3 separate regions of the Mus musculus genome follow, and all the other regions are linked to region 2. The links are chromatin contacts, called in public Hi-C and promoter capture Hi-C maps. All regions are on one chromosome and are shown on one strand. The core of a region is the stretch at or near the end of the contact, and the rest is flanking DNA. Distances in the headings are between cores, read along the strand shown.

The links. Hi-C and Micro-C count contacts between places; a contact is called where the count stands out from the background. Capture Hi-C pulls out chosen DNA fragments and counts their contacts.
Region 1: a contact with region 2 is called in a promoter capture Hi-C map of adipose tissue. The contact joins the promoter of Slc27a2 here to the promoter of Trpm7 in region 2. A contact is called at or near these places in 2 of 9 other capture datasets (adipose tissue and liver).
Region 3: a Hi-C map of forebrain shows a contact between it and region 2, with 4 times the contacts expected there. The contact joins the enhancer-like site here to the promoter of Trpm7 in region 2. A contact is called at or near these places in 2 of 39 promoter capture datasets (hippocampal neurons and macrophages), 1 of 484 Hi-C or Micro-C datasets (forebrain), 1 of 115 datasets of contacts at active chromatin or transcription factors (memory CD8 T cells) and 1 of 9 other capture datasets (adipose tissue).

What each region holds. Positions count from the first base shown.
Region 1 is chr2:126,551,203-126,554,847 of GRCm38.p6, forward strand. It overlaps Slc27a2 (solute carrier family 27 (fatty acid transporter), member 2), which reads left to right and starts at 1,822. Exons shown (of 10, transcript NM_011978.2): 1 at 1,822-2,430. The coding sequence starts at 1,953.
Region 2 is chr2:126,874,838-126,878,158 of GRCm38.p6, forward strand. Trpm7 (transient receptor potential cation channel, subfamily M, member 7) reads right to left here and starts at 1,424. Exons shown (of 39, transcript NM_021450.2): 1 at 1,137-1,424. The coding sequence starts at 1,139.
Region 3 is chr2:127,181,162-127,184,831 of GRCm38.p6, forward strand. No RefSeq gene overlaps it. Among named protein-coding and RNA genes, the nearest start is that of 1810024B03Rik, 25 kb to the right of the region's middle. Within about 2 kb of position 1,765, at least 362 of the 459 cell types and tissues checked have an H3K27ac peak or open chromatin away from gene starts, as enhancers often do. A contact at or near this core is called in adipose tissue, forebrain, macrophages and 1 more, where this site is marked.

The DNA.
Region 1 (3,645 bases), core at 572-3,071, 320 kb before region 2:
CTACACAAGTAGTCCAATGACCACCACACGCATGCCGTGCCATACAAGCATATTCACACGAGCACACACACACGTTTACACACACACAGAGACACTGGAATAATAAATAACTTCTTTTAAAGAGATGGGATAGGAAAAAAGAGCTGGCCCTGAGCATCACAGAGGGGAAAAAAACATACACACCACAATGGTTCATTAACCATGCTGTGGTCAATACTATTGCCTTCTCCTCCGGGATGATGAAAGCCCTCTACCCCCTCCCCCTCCGGGAACTGATGTAACCATTCGCTGGATGAAAACTAGACCAACAGTAGAAAGACAGTCTTGACACAGGAAAGGGCTGCTTGACGTGGTCCCGAGAATCTAAAAGAGGTCAGAAGGCTATGAGAGACATTTTTTAGTAGTGGAAATAAAAAGAAAATATGGACAGACACCCAGAAAATAAGAGGACAAAATGACACTGTGACTCACAGTGCTGAGAGAGTGGTTAATGACCTGGGACCAAACTGGTTCCTCTTTCATATCTCACATATTACTAGATATTCTTTAAGCATAATATTTTTATTAATTCTTTGAGAACTTCACACATACATACAATGTATTTGATCATATTTACCCCTAAATATTTCCAGATCCGATCTCTCTTCCAGACCCTATCACCTCTCCTTGATGCCCTCTTCCTTTTTCCAATAGATCTCAATTCAATTTGTACAGTATATACACTTATCTGTGTGTGTGTGTGTGTGTGTGTGTGTGTGTGTGTGTGTACAGTTGGGCCGTAGGGCCATCCACTAGAGCAAGGTCGACCTTCTAGGGACCACATCGCTAAAGAAAACTGACTCTCCTTCCCTCCTTAGCCCCTTCCAGGGTTTACACAGGAAACCACAGCTGCAGTGGACATGACAAAGAATCACCTAAACTTCCCTTTCTCCTCAGTGAACAAGCATGAAAGGATCATCTGAGAAGACCTCTGACGGTTCAAGACAAGTTATCTTACAACAATAATATGAATGAGCATGAGACAGAAGACTGTGACAACGAAGCACATCTTTACTTTACTTGGTAGCAAGCATGCTAACCTTGTACAGTACCACTACCTAGGGGCATTAATACATAGATCAAACTTCTTGAAGAAATGACTTTTGAGATATGCCATTATTTACTTTGTTTGCTTTGTGTGTTTTGGTAAATGTCGAACTGAGTCCACAATACCGTCGATGTTGGAAAGTGGCTCGCGTAACAGAACAAAATCTCAAAACAAATTAACAGGACCCCATTGCTCGAGTTCCGGAGTTCCCGAAACAGGCGAAGCTCACAAGAGGGGCTGGCAGGTGCAGCTGAATGCGACCACCTCTGGCGCTTTTGTTCAACCTTGAAACCTTCCCCACAGGAGACTGCCTGAGCAGAGAAGCAAACGTTAGAAACAAAGAGAGATCTAGCGGAAAGCCTCTGGGACCAAGGAGTGGAGGTGGGACTCTGAGTTGGCTGTGGCACCTGGTGCCCGCTATTAATAATAAGGCTGCGGTGCGTTTATAAGGTACTTGATTAAGCAAAGGCACTGCGCTGTGTGATAAGAATAACTAACCACAGCACCACGCCTTTGACCTTTTCAACGTGGGCTGTTTGCGCTAAGCGTTGTTTGCGGAGAACTAGATCTCATCTGACCCCAGACACTGAACACAAGTGCTGTGGCATCCTGGGCCACCCAGGCTGACAGGAGCGGCCCCCTGAGCGCACGAGGAGCCCCACGAGGGGGCGGGACCCACGGCCGTCCCGCCCGCACAGCGCGCCACAGGCACCTGCAGCCGAGCCGCCACCCGCAGTCGCAGCGCGTCCGGAGGCCGAGCCCAGTCGCCAGCTCCTGCTCTGCTCCTCTCCCGCCTGCCGCCGCGCTGCACGCCTCGAGCACTCCCTCGGCCCCGGCGGGGACCGGGGACCCCGCAGCTACCGCCATGCTGCCAGTGCTCTACACCGGCCTGGCGGGGCTGCTGCTGCTGCCTCTGCTGCTCACCTGCTGCTGCCCCTACCTCCTCCAAGATGTGCGGTACTTCCTGCGGCTGGCCAACATGGCCCGGCGGGTGCGCAGCTACCGGCAGCGGCGACCCGTGCGTACCATCCTGCGGGCCTTCCTGGAACAAGCGCGCAAGACCCCACACAAGCCCTTCCTGCTGTTCCGAGACGAGACGCTCACCTACGCCCAGGTGGACCGGCGCAGCAACCAAGTGGCGCGGGCGCTGCACGATCAACTGGGCCTACGACAGGGGGATTGCGTAGCCCTCTTCATGGGCAATGAGCCGGCCTACGTGTGGATCTGGCTGGGACTGCTCAAACTGGGCTGTCCCATGGCGTGCCTCAACTACAACATTCGTGCCAAGTCTCTGCTGCACTGCTTTCAATGCTGCGGGGCGAAGGTGCTGCTGGCCTCCCCAGGTGAGCTGCAAAACCGCCGGCCCTAACCCTGGAGGTGGGAGGATAGAGGCACTTGGTTTCGGGGTTGCAGTGTGGTGTGGGGCCGGGAAGCAGGAAAAGAGGTCAATTCCAGGTGTACGACGCTGATTAACAATCCTTATAATTCCTAGATGTAAAGTGGCCTGTCTTTCGAAGCGCTTCAGTCCTCCAATGCGGAGTCCAGATTGCGTATGATACCTAACACGGTGTTGAATACTAAACCACTCATTCTTACCTGTGTTGTTTAGAGATGGCAAGAAGAAGTGTGTATCCATGTTATGTGCGAGGCAGTTCCCACCCACCCTCAATGTTAACCCAGGGGACCGCTGTATATGCACAATGTTGTTTTTAATCTTCACAACTCATATCATGGGATTTCTATGTGCAGCCCAGAAATCCAAAGCTTCACGTGCAGTGTCTAAGGAAGACTTGGGGCTGTCCAAAGGGATCCACTTCTAAATCCATTCCTCCAATCAGAACTTAACACATTTACATTAAAATTCAGAGGGCCTTGGATGAGAACCGCAGTGGATCCAGCCCCTAGCTTTGGTAGACTTACAGTCATGGGAAAGTCGCTTCCCTGTCCCCGTCCTCTCTTTTCCTCAGCTCCCAGCAGTTAGTGTCTGAACAACACCCTTGCTGCTTCTCACAGTCAGTAAGGAGAGACCGGACCAGGAAAAAGTAAAAAGACATTAGTAACCATACAGAAGATGAGAGGATCCAACTCTTTGGGATGCCCATTGGTGCCAAATACTGTAATGGATGGTTTTAATATTCTGATAAATTAAAAATCACTCCTCCGTTATATGATTGAGGAAACATATAGAATTTTCCAGCCTAGCTCCGTCTTCAAAGCCCACGTTTCTTATACAGTGCCATCCTCTACACAGATGTATGCTTTAGAGCTTCAGAGAGTCAAGGGTCTATCTGCTCTGCCCTTCACTTCATAGCTCAGGAAACTGAGACAAACCAAGCAGTTTGCCTAGTGCCCTCAAAAGTCTAAATGCCCATTTACTTCTAAGAAACCAGGAAATGTATAAGCCTGCCCTATGTGACATAAAATACGTAATATGAAAAGCAGAGGCTTTGAAACTAAAGTTTATAAAGTAGAGAGATGGTTTTAAAGGCATCAAATAATGCAAAGGGCCCGGACCTTCGAAGATACTCCCAACAGTCTCTAAGGACTTCTCCCTCGGA
Region 2 (3,321 bases), core at 174-2,673:
CTGTGATTCCAGAGCTCAGGAGATGGACGCAAGAGGATAAGGAACTCAATGATAGACTCAGGATTTGAGGCCAGCCTAGGCTGTGTGTAATCCAGTCTCAAATAAAAGGAGTCTTCAGCGGCTGGAGAGATGGCTCGGCGGTTAAGAGCACTGACTGTTTTTTTCTGAAAGTCCCGAGTTCAAATCCCAGCAACCACATGGTGGCTCACAACCATCCCTAACAAGATCTGACTCCCTCTTCTGGAGTGTCTTAAAACAGCTAGCTGCAGTGTACTTACATATAATAAATAAATAAATCTTTAAAAAAAAAAGTAGTCTTCAATAACTTTACAAACGAAAGTGAGAAATGCAGTATTTATTCACATGTACTTTATAAGTAAGACACTTCTAAACCTAGCCCTAGCCCGACATGGTGGCGCACGTCTTTAATCTTGGGAGGTAGAGGTAAGCGGATCTCTGAGTTTAAGGCCAACCTGGTCTGTCTACACAGTGAGTTCCAAGCCAGCCAGGGTCACAAGCGAGACCTTGTCTCAAAAATAAAGAAAAGGCAGAAAACTAAACCTGTCTGACTTCGGCAAAGAAACACCAGTTTGCATAAAGCCTATCAAGTTAAACTACTGAGCAGGAATGCCTTTCCTGCTCAGATCCTAGATCTAAATGGCTTTCTTTGTAAGAACTCTCCAAATCCGGTTCCTGGCCTTAACAACAAAAGCTCTAGCCAACGCTGCAACACACCGACTCCCTCCAGTCTGCACATTGGCTTCAAACTGTCTGGGACAACAGATGAGGTAGTTCGACGCAGACCTGGCAACGCACGGTCTCAGCCTCCCAGGAATTGTCCCTTCCCTGTCGCCTGCTAAACAAAACCCCGAACCACATCGCAGTCTACACCGTCAAAATCGCTCCCGTTCTATTAAACAAAATAATAGTAGAAAATGTACCTGTAGAGCGTCTGCGGCACAGCCACCAAGTCACAGCTCGGAACCCGCGCCCTTCTCCTTGCCACACCACCCCAGCCCTCCCTCCCTTTCCGTGACGGCTCCGCTGCGAGCGGTGGCGCCCGGAGGGTCACGGAGCTCCCCGGAGCGCCGCCCAGGCTCCCGCGAGGCCCGCCCGCGCCAGGCCCGGCTCCGTACCATTCTCCTCACGGGGCGGACTCCGGAAGGGCAGCGGCTCCTCCTCCACCTCCGCGGCCTGCAGCCATCTATCGGAAAGCGTCTCCGGAGGCGGTGGCACGGGCCACCGAACAAGGACAGCCCCGGGAAACCTTCTCAGAACTAACTCAGCTCCAGCGCTAGCAGCAGAAGTCGAGTCTTTCATAATTGTGCGACCAGCTCCGCCGGGTGACTGGCCACAGGGACGCGCCCGCGCCCGCCTCCGCCGGAGACGGGGCCGCGGCAGCCACGTGACGGGGCCGTCGAGTGCGTCGCGCGGAGGGCGTGTCACGTGAAGGGCGCGCTTACTGCGGCCTGCCCCTAAGCTCCGCCGGCCGGGAAACGCCGAGCTGCTGCTTTCCCTGGTGTTGCTGGCTTCGGCTTCCCCTGCCTCTGTCCACGAGAACTTGTTCCGCTTTAATGACCAGATTCCCCGGCTTCGCCAAAACTTAGCTCCCGGCCGCGCACGCTTGTCTGTTTCTTTTGCTATCGCATCTGTCTACGTTGGTTATTAGCGATCTCTTCCCGCACGTTATCCTTTCCCATCAAGGGTGCAATCCGTTTTTTTTTTTTTATCAACACTGCTATTATTAGTGACTTATTTTAGGTGTATGTGTGTTTTGCCTCATGTATGTCTGTGTACCATATGTGTGCAGTGTCCTCAGAAGACCGTGCTAGATCCTCCAGAACTGGAATTTCAGACATTTAGTGTTATTTGAGTTCCTTTGTAGCCCAGGCGCCTGGCCTAAAATGACCTTGAACTATGGATTCTGCCTTTAACCCCACACTGCTGGGATTGCCGGCTTTTGCCATCCTGAAAGTTTTTTGTTTTTTGTTTTTTTTTAGATCAGGAGTAGTGGCACATGCCTGTAATCCCAGCACTCCGAAGGCTAAGGCAAGAGGACTGCAGTAAATTCCAGGCTATCGAGGATTAGAATGACACCATCTTAAAAACACAAAACCAAACCTGCTTTTGGCACATCATCTTTCTGTATGTATATTATGGGTATGGAGAGTCTTGGAACCAATTCCCTACAGAGACCTAGAGACATTTTTTCTTACAATTTTAAAGGCTCCTCTGCCTGAAGGGCTGTTCTGCCTCTATCTTTCCTCTTTTAACTCTGGCTAATCTCAAATTTACTGTAATCCTCCTGCCTTAGATATACATCTTTAAGTATACATTAAATCAATAGATGCAAAACCTAACAAAATACAAATGTGTATTTCTTTAGATTAATAAAATGTTCAGTATAATTTTATTTCCAATTATTTTCCTTCTTTGGTTGGTTGAGTCAACCTAGAACCTAGGTATAGGGCGAGCCAACTGCACTAGCCTGCTCTGTGTCTATAGATGGACTGTGGATGGACTAGCTGAAGTTTCCTACAATGTGCACGTACCTTGGTTTGGTTTAGCTTCTTCCATGCTGCATAGTTATTATCTCCCAAGCAATATGACCCACAGTTCACTGAGCCAAGCCTCTTCAACAAACTAATCCAGCCACTCACTCTTTCTCTTACAAGTTTTGTGGTGCTTATAAATCATCTTCAGGCATTCCCCACCTTGTAGGCCTAGGAGGAGCAGTGTTTTTAAGTGCTTCAAGTGCTGGCCATGGTGGTACATGTCTTTAATCCTAGCACTTGGGAGGTTGAGGCATGCTGATCTCTGTGAGTTCAAGGCCAATCTGGTCAACATAGCAAGTTCCAGGCCAGCCAAAACCACATAGACTATGTCTCAAAAAATAAAAATAAAAAAATGTCTTAATATACATGTTGTAACAGTATCTGATGAATATTCCAGGGATCTTGATTAACATGTGATCATTCAATAACTATTTATCTTTGAAATTTCAACTGGGTTTATACATTTTGTGACTTGACTATCTTTATAATCTAGAAGACAGGACAAAAAAGAAAATCAAAATATAACAAAATGAAAGTACTTTATTTCTTGTTAACTTTATAATTCTGGTTAAAAAGGAAAAGCTATGGGTTAAAGAGATGGGGCTCAGAGGTTAAGAGCACTGTGCTCTTCCAGAGGTCTTGAGTTCAATTCCCAGCAACCACATGATGGCTCACAATCATATGTACAGCTACAGTGTACTCATATACATAAAATAAATAAATAAATCTTAAAAAGAGAAAAGAGCCAAGCAGTTGTGGGGAACGC
Region 3 (3,670 bases), core at 515-3,014, 310 kb after region 2:
TAATGTAATTAATATAAATCTCTTTACTTTAGTCTCAGGTAGACTCTTCAGACAAGGGTCTGAACCATCTTCTTCACCAAAAACAGTCTCTAGGCCAGATACTGAAGTTCTTCTTCACTGAAACATCTTGGGCCAGGTCTGCACAGTACAAGTCACTCTCAGCAGCAGAGTCTTCCAAATACCTACTAGGATAGCCCAGTAAGCCTCAATAGAAACATTCCACTGCTTGCAACTACTCTGTGTCCCCCCAGCACACTCCTACCCAGCTACATAACAGAGTTAAGCAAGATTTCTGAATTCTTTTACATTGTTAAAATAAATAAATAAAATGTACTTGCTGTCTCTTAAGTATCAAGGAGCTGGGGTTATGGGCAGATGATTCATAGGATAATCAAAAGGGATCCTGGAATAAATAACCAAATTCATATGTAATAAAAAAAACCCAGGCTTTTGATCTGTATATGATGAGCTAGCAGGAAGATACTGCAGTACTTTTTAAAGTGTTTTTTCTGTAATGAGAGCTGAGCTATCTGGATATCTCTGGAAAGCAAACACAGCTCTTCAAGATTTTTTCCTAACATTCTAATGTCTGAGGTTAGAAATTCCAAGAATTACTTAGAGAGGTGACAGAGCTCTGTTAAAATGTTTTCTAGCAGTTATCCAGAGAAGGCTATGTGAAGAGTGAACACAGCAGATTTTTTTTTCCTTTCTGATTTTGATAACCCAAGAATTACTTTTAGAATTTTTCTAACAGTATTTTTGACTTGATTGGAAAAGCCAAGAATTTTTTAGATCAGTTTTTCTGACTTTGGTGAGAAAACTGAGGAGCTATCCAGAGAGCGTTTAGAATTTTTACTAGCAGAGAGAGCTGTCTCACGCAGAAAGCTAGCTGTCTCAACCACAGAGGTTTTAGAATAGAAAGTAAAATCAGTCTAGAGCACACAGACACAGAGAAAGCAGTCTGGGAAGCCATCTCATCTGGAATGCTATCTCAGCAGAACATAAGCCAGCAGCTTGGACCCATGATTTGAGTTCAAGTTGCTTGTTTCCCTGTTGCTCTCAAACACCCCTTCTCTTAGGAACCCAGACCTAGGTGAGGTTGGTCCTCTGCATTAGTGTTCTCTGTTCTTTCTGTACATTGATACATTTTTGTATCTATATATTTTGATACATTTATTGGTTAGATCACAGATAATGATTAACAAAGAGCTCCTTAGCCATCTACTTTTACAGCGTCATTTACTGGATGGTTAGCTAAGATTTTGTAATAGAAGATGAACATTCTAGAGGTATTTCTGTCCAATACTTTTATAATTTACGTATGTTTCTGCATGACTTTGAGCTAAGAATGCCCTTAAAAATCTCTGCTTTTACCTTGTGATCAAGTTCAGAAGAGGATTTAACATAGCATGCATAGGGGTAGGCAAACCTATATGTGAACTTATCAACATTCCCTAAGTAAAGTCTCAATGATTCCAAAAGGAAGAAGCGGAAGTGCCTACTGAGTGTTGTGACTGGAGCTCTGGAAAGCTCCAAATTTGCAATGTGGCCCACAGTGGAGAGAAGCGGGTAACTTAGCCAAGAGCAAATTGGAGTTGTGGGTCTTCCCCTGACCAGGGTGGGGGAAAAAGACCGGCAAGCAATTGGAAGAAAGACAAAGGTGGTACTGAAATGCAAATTTCTACAGATCCGGGAAAGGACTGGCCTCAGACTGGCAACCTGTGCCCGGAATTATTCCGCTGTGTCCCTTCAGCACACTCTAATCCAATGGGTGGTGTGTATGTCACTCCAGATTCACTAGCCAATTAGGACATCCAGACGGATCTGCCACCCAAAAGAGAAGGCGGGCTCTTCCGGGTGCGATCTTGCAAGTTCCTCTTTTAAATTTAGCTAGCAGTCTTGAATGTTTCTGCTTGATGTGTTCTGTGTGCCGCTCCTGGGTGCGGGGAGCTCAGGCAAGCCCAGAAGTTCCGACACGTTAAGTGCAGGGCAGTCTCCCACAAAGGGAGGAGCAGGCGGCTGAGCCCAGGGGGCTCTGTGGTAAACAGCAGCCTGACAGAAGCTGTTACTTGTGAGGTTCCCCTGTGGTCCTTCTCTCTCCCTGGGCCCGGCTGTGGGCTCGGAATAATCTCACTAGGGTGGCTGCATCTACACAAAGCATTTGGGGAAAGGGCTTCTGTGTAGAAATACCCTTGGCAGGATGCCAAACTTGGAGAGCCCTTGTTTCTATAGTTTCTTCTGTAAGTTTTGGCCTTAGCATTTAGGCATTTTATAGCTAGGTATAAGTCCCATTTCGAGTTAATTTTGTGGAGCCTGTAAAAGGCATCTCGTGTGTCGGATAGCACTCAAATATTAAGCTGTGATGTAGAAGAGTAAAATTGATGTAAAGGATCGACTAATGCTTGTAGTGGCGGCAAGTCGAATGTAGGTGAGGGAGGACTGCCCCTAAAACTCCACACAGGTATGTGCTATGCTAAAAAGGCCGATTGGAGAATAGGATGCTAGAATACATGTGGTAGTTTACCGGGATTGTCCAGACATTTGTCCACAAACCATAAGGTAGGAGACAACTCTGCTTTACAATCATGAATTAGCCCCATCCTGACTTCAAAGAGCAGGTCTCTAACAAGTGGCTCCAAGGGGCAATATAGGGCCACAACCAACTTTAAGGCCTGGTGTGCCATAAAGGTCTGGTTTTCTTCTTGAGAAAAGCATCGTTTTGTCACATGGGCAAGACTACAGCTGGTGATAACTCTTTGAAAAGGAAAAACACTGTTTGGTGAGGACTGGCCTGGTCAAGCAAGGCATAGAACAGCTCCTTCTAGGTCTCCAGAGCCAATGCCAACCTGGGGCTCAGGCTTGGGAGCTTCCCCTAAGGCCCTGAAGTGCTGGGAATAAAATAGAGCTCCTTCTCTAAAGCAAGGACGGTGCTTGGGAGAGCGGGTGGAGGTCTGGGGCCAGGGCCTTCGGGGATGGCTTGCTTCAGACCCTGAGATCCCACCACATGCGGCTATGGTTATCAGTCCCGAGTCCAGTGTGGGCTTGGTCAGGAACGTTTTTGAGAGATTCTCTCTTCCTGTTTTTCCAGCTTTCTTTTATTAGCTCCTTCCTGTGGTTTTCTCACTGTATAGTAGTTTGTGCTGACTTCATAGAAGTCTCCTATCTTGTTCCATTTTCCCCCTGTAAGAAGTATACAAGATGCTGTTCTCCAGAAGCCTGTGTGGCATAGACAGCCTATCCAAGACACCCCCATCACAATTTTGATACTTTCTTCTATTTATTTATTTATTTATTTATTTATCCAGGCAGGGTTTCTCTGTGTAGCCCTGGCTGTCCTGGAACAAACTCTGTAGATCAGGCTGGCCTTGAACTCAGAAATCTGTCTACCTCTGCCTCTGCCTCCCAAGTACTCAGATTAAAGGCGTTTGCCACCACTGCTTTCTTCTACTTTTCCAACCTTCTCATCTTCCGGCACCTCAAACTCAGGACCCCATCACCAAAGAGTGGCCTGCTGTTTCAATGCACTGGTATACTTAAAAATAATTCTGGTTATATCTTTTCTGTGTAAATCTCCCATCTGTGGGACTTGCAGTCTCCAGTCCATATTTAAATTGTTTAACCTGGGGCCTGAACCTAAGAGAGACTTACATGAGACAGCATATGTGGAATG